2 separate regions of the Mus musculus genome follow, and region 1 is linked to region 2. The links are chromatin contacts, called in public Hi-C maps. All regions are on one chromosome and are shown on one strand. Each heading gives the region's core, a stretch centred on a gene start, on an enhancer-like site or on the middle of the called end of the contact. The rest is flanking DNA. Distances are from core to core; before and after follow the strand shown.

The links. A called contact is a pair of places that touch in the nucleus more often than the background predicts.
Region 1: a Hi-C map of neural progenitor cells shows a contact between it and region 2, with 2.0 times the contacts expected there. The contact joins two enhancer-like sites. A contact is called at or near these places in 3 of 484 Hi-C or Micro-C datasets (the HL-1 cell line, myocytes and neural progenitor cells), 5 of 115 datasets of contacts at active chromatin or transcription factors (astrocytes, embryonic stem cells, pancreatic cancer cells and 1 more) and 1 of 9 other capture datasets (embryonic stem cells).

Annotation. Positions count from the first base shown.
Region 1 is chr1:121,046,281-121,048,980 of GRCm38.p6, forward strand. No RefSeq gene overlaps it. Among named protein-coding and RNA genes, the nearest start is that of Celrr, 40 kb to the right of the region's middle. Within about 2 kb of position 1,346, at least 9 of the 459 cell types and tissues checked have an H3K27ac peak or open chromatin away from gene starts, as enhancers often do. A contact at or near this core is called in neural progenitor cells, where this site is marked.
Region 2 is chr1:120,752,130-120,754,829 of GRCm38.p6, forward strand. The region is part of intron 2 of 2610027F03Rik (a long non-coding RNA gene); the gene reads left to right. Among named protein-coding and RNA genes, the nearest start is that of Gm29345, 53 kb to the right of the region's middle. Within about 2 kb of position 1,447, at least 8 of the 459 cell types and tissues checked have an H3K27ac peak or open chromatin away from gene starts, as enhancers often do. A contact at or near this core is called in neural progenitor cells, where this site is marked.

The DNA of each region.
Region 1 (2,700 bases), core at 96-2,595, 290 kb after region 2:
TTCAGCTCCCTGTGTCTGAAGGAGATTCCTTCCAAAACTGAAGGTTTTATCTACAAGGAAACTGTTACACAACACCCTCGGCTACCGACTCCATCCCTACCAAAGAAATAGTTATCAGCTTCCATGCAGGTGGAGCAAGCCCCACATGGCCCTCACTTGTGGTACAATGCATATGATTAATCACTGCTTCCAGAGACACCTCATCCATCATCACCTCAAAGCACACAGGAGAAAGGGGTCAGGGTCGAGAAGCACTGGGCACCAAGAAGGACCGAGGCTCTAGGTCAGTGATAAGATGTGTTCAGAGAGTGGGGCTGAAGGAGGTGGGAGCTAAAGAGCATTAAGCATTCACCCTGGCCTCTCTGATTGGTAATTAAGTGACTCTTCTTCCTGCGACAGTAGTGCAAGCTCCCTAGGCATCTGTTAGTCCTTCGAAAACCACTACTGACAAAGTGAGCTTTGCCCTTGGTGCACAGATAATGAGACCAAGCTTGACAGGTGTGGCACGATTAGAAAATTTCTCCATGAAGCTCATTCTGGTAGCCATTCCGCAGTAAACAGACTCATTAGAACTTGCGGGTCCCTGGAGGCAAAGCATGTTTGACATTATTAATTGGCTTTTCTGTATAAGGAGTCAAATAGATGAAAAGGTTTATCAAGCTGAAATAATTAATTTTGCCTGAATTCGCTGACAGTTCATTTCTCCTGTAAAAGATCATTTTAAGGTTCCCTCTTCCTTTTTTTTTCTTTCTTTTTTTTTTTTGAATTTCAAAGTTCAAAAGACATAATAGTGGCAAAAGTGAAGCTTTTTAGTAAATTATAATTAAAGGGAATTTAATTAACTTAGACCTGGGGAAGGGGGAAAAAGGAATTGCTATCTGTGTCTATACAGCAGTCTAGATGGTTGAACGGAACATGACTTAATAATGCATTAATTTTAATCTAATCAAAGTATAATAAAAGAGGTAATTATATGTTTAAAAATTACCAGACTCAAATAGTGAGTTAAAAAAAAAAGAAAAGAGAAAGAAAAAACACTTGCTACTTCCTCAGCTTCCAGTTAGCGAAGTTCTAATTGTTGTTCTCAGAGTCTTGCTTATTTAAAGGTGGGAGGGGCCATGGGCAGGAGGTTAATTGAATAAATCATTGTAAGAACTCTTGTTAAAACCAGGATGAACTACAAAGTTTGCATTTCCTGACTGTAAAAGATCCTGCTTCCTTTTTTCTCTCTGTCTTTCTATGTCTCTAAAAATAGCAAATGATTCCCAGTGTTTCTTTCTATGTGTTCCCGAGTGTTCCCACGCCTACTCCTTGACAAAGCCCAATCTGGGTTTGCATGGGACTCTACAGAGTGTTCTCATCTTCTGTCTTCACCATTTCCATCTCCAGCCAGGCTCTTTGAAGTTCCTTGTGAGAGATTCTGGCCAGATATCCTGGGCATCTCTCCTTTGAGACTGGGGGATTGTTCCAAAGAACACCAGAGCCTCATTAAAAGCATTTATGAACAGGGATAGTTCACTGAATAAAGACTGAAGGCTGCAGAGATGGCTTAGTGGGCAAAAGCACTTGCCAAACAAATACGAGGAGCTCAGTTTAAATCTTCAGAACTCCTGTGGCAAGACTGGAGGTGGAGACAGGAAAATCGTTGGAAATTTGCTGGCCAGCTAATGTGAAGTGCAAAGCAGAAAAATACAGAGGCTCTGTCTCAAACGAGGAAGAAGGTGACAGCTGACATCTGAGGCTGTTCTTCAACCACTGCACTCATACCTTGGCATACACATACCCACATTCACATGCTGGAAGGTGTGGGTACACATGCTCACACTGGATCGTGCATGGGGGGACAGAGACAGAGACACATGGAGAGAAAGACAGGGAGAGACAGAAAGACAGAGACAGACAGACACAGAGAAAAATAGAGACAAAGATAGAGAGAGGCAAATTGAGTCTCTTCTGCCTTTTGCATTTTGTAAAGGACACAATATTCTACGACAACGAATAATCTTGTTATATAGATCCATCTATTAGTATTAAAGTTCCAAAAGTTTCCAAGCCTCCCTGTGGTGCTGCTTACTGGCTAATTCCCCATGACTTGCTCAGGCTGCTTTCTCCTAGAATCAAGGACCGCCTGCCCAGGGATGGCACTGTCCATGGTAGGCTAGACCTTCACCTGTCAATCATTAATCAAGGAAGTGCCATCAGACTTGCTGTCAGAGGGGCTTTCTCAAATGGGCTTCCTCTTCCCAGATGACTCTAGCTTGGGTCAAGTTAACAATGAAACAAAACAAAACAAAAACAAAAAACAATCAAGACCTAAGGTCTGGTTAGGGGAGCTGTGCAGAGTAGTGCTACAGTACTTGGTACTAAGTCCTGGTCCTGTTCTTTAGGGTAATCAGGTCCTTTATACACAGGATCAGATTAAGCATCCTTGAAGACCTCCTTGGTTGAAATGGGTCTCCTCACTCAAGTCCTAATGGCAATAAGTTCTTTCAGCTTCTGACAGACAGAAGGACGGACAGATAGATATATGTAGATAGATAGATGTGCATAGATAGGAATAGATAGATAGATAGATAGATAGATAGATAGATAGATAGATAGATAGATATAATTGATATATAGATATATCCATGTATGCGAGAGCAGTGCACAGATGTGCATAATCTCTATTCCAAAAATGCCCTGTGGCTATTGTTTTTC
Region 2 (2,700 bases), core at 197-2,696:
GAAAAAGTTAGTGGGAGGTACTTGAGTTACAGAAGAGATTTTCCTCTAGCTTCCACATTATGAGCACACACGTGCATACATGTGCGTGGACATGTACCTGGGTAAGTAAGAACATGCACTGATAATTTCATTGGTGTGTGTGTGTGTTCCTCTGAGTAGGTAGGTAGATGTGCACATGTGTAGAGGACCAGAGCGTAACCTCAGATTAAGGCAAAGTCTACCTCCTTTTCTGAGATAGGCTGGCTGGCTCGGCCATTGAATCCCAAGAGATCTGCTGGAGTTCACCTTTCCACAAGTAGATGCCATCCTGACTGGCTTTTTCTTTTTTTTTTAAACATGCATGTGATACTTAATGTTATCAACTTGACAAGATTAGGATACAAGTCTCTGGGCATACCTGAGGTATTACTTAACCTCTCAGCATGCCTGTGAGGGACTATGTTAATTAGGTTAATAGATGTGCTGAAAGGTCCACACTGTGGTTATAACATGATCAGCTGTCTGAAGCTCTGCTACCCTTCCTCTTGACTTCTCTGCCTTGGACTGTGTCCTTGAACTGTGAGGGAAAACAAACCCTTTCTCCTTTGTGTTGCTTCTGTAAAGGTGTTTTGTGCACAGTCTTTCGTGTGTTCATGTTGATTTCCCTGCATTGGGAAAGGTAACTAAGACAGTGGGTTCTGGGGATTGTGCTCAGCCCCTTGTGTCCCTGTGGCCAGCATCTTACCAGAGGAAGTCTCTCCTCATCTCTCATTGACCTCTTGAACAGACTCCATCCTCTCCTCTTTTAGTGGAGAAAGGAATAGTTCTCTGAGTCCGAGGCTAACGTTATCACCACACCCAGCAGGCTGACCACAGTGGAGGGAGGGGGACTACCCATCCTCTCTGGGAGCTCTCAGAGGTCAATACAAACCTCTTTTGGTCATTGTCCAGATTGAAAAACATTCCTGCTTCCTCCAGATCATTATTAAGAAGTTTCTAGGATCATACACAATCTTCTGCCTCACATACGGACTTAAAGTCCCAGGGAAAAGCTCATCTCCGAGTATTGGGTCATAAATTATATGAGGTACATTTCATTATAAAGTATGATTCTTTCGTCCTTTATGAATGTTCTGCGATTCCCCATGGGGGTTGTAATGTACACTGACATCTTACTTTCTTCCCAGAAACATTCCCCTGTATTGTTTAGTATGTGGGGCCTTACGGGTCAAACAAATCCTCCTTTGGAAGATGAAAACGCTTGGCTGGGGTTTAATGGACATACAATCATACATCTATGCCTGGGCTCCAGGGAACTCACATACCATCTATAGAAAAACCAGGCAAGTAAACATAGATGGGGAAGGAGGCTTTGTAAACAGCACAAACACATAATTGCTAAGGCTTGAAAAAACTTGGAAGGCAAATGATGCTACAGGCAGAGAGAGAATGTGTAGTTTAGAACAAGCGGGCCCTTGTTCTGTCTGATGGTGAATGTCTCATGCTTTCCTGGCTTTGTCCATCACTCCCTGGCACTACCCAAACTTTCCTGTGGTAATTCATTTTCCTTAAAGTGAAGAAGCAGGGGCTGGGGAGATGGCTGAGTAGGCTGTAAAGTGCTTGCTGTGTAAGTATGCACTTCTGAGTTGGTTTTTCAGTACCCAAGGAAACAGCTGGTGCATCACAGCATGCATTGGCAACCCAGTGCTGGAGAGGCAGAGATGTGTAAGATTTGTAAGCCTTGCTGAGTTGACAAACACCCAGATCCCAAGACCCAGTGAGAGACCCTACCTCAAAAAACAAGGCGAAGAGGCAACAGAAAGACACACAGAATTGTAAGGATAGTAATTCTTTAAATAAGGTAGACTGAGAAACGACACTCAACGTTAGCCTGTGGTCTCTGCCTACACACTTGCATAATCATAGGTACATTCAAACACACACGCACATGCACACACACGCACATACGCAGAATGGGGGACAAGAATAGGTAAAAAGTCAAGCAAATCAGAGAGGGCCTTGGGTCCTCTGCCTTTTCTTCCATGAACAAAGCCAGCTGTAGCCTCTGCAGCGGGCCCTTGGAACACTCTGTTTCTCAAGTACTGCAGTTTTACCTTGAGAGATCAGAAGCCCCCGGCTCATCAAATTGAACTCAGCTGAAGAGCGCACCCCATCTTTGGAGTGCTACTAAACAATCTGCCAATTATTTAAATTAAACCCAACCCCAGCCCCTTCCACATCTGCAGGCAAAATGCTTAAATTCCAAGCACAACTTTACTGGCATAAGAAAATAATAAGGGAGTTCCATTTGTGTCAGCATGGCTCAGGAAAATAAGATATCATGTCTTCCTGTCTGCTTGATGTCAGCTTCTCAGATGCAAGCCCTAATGTCTCATCCTAGACTGTCCACACCAGGGCCTGCCAAACCCCGAAGTTCAGCCAAAGTTCACCAGGCTACTACCAAATAGCTTTCCTTTCTCCTTTCTCAGCCATTAGGAACCCTCTGCTTTATATTGTGCACACGTGATGCATTTACCTCTTTAAACAGATATAACTCTATTATCTGCCTCTGTTCTCGGAGAACCCTGTAAAAATCCCTTCCCGAGACTAGCTAGCTGTGCTTTCGGCTCACAGTTACTCTGCTCCTTGACTTCCACTGCAGAGACTGAGTTCTGTCTGGACTTCATGGTCAACACACAAATAAAATCTGCAACCTTTAAG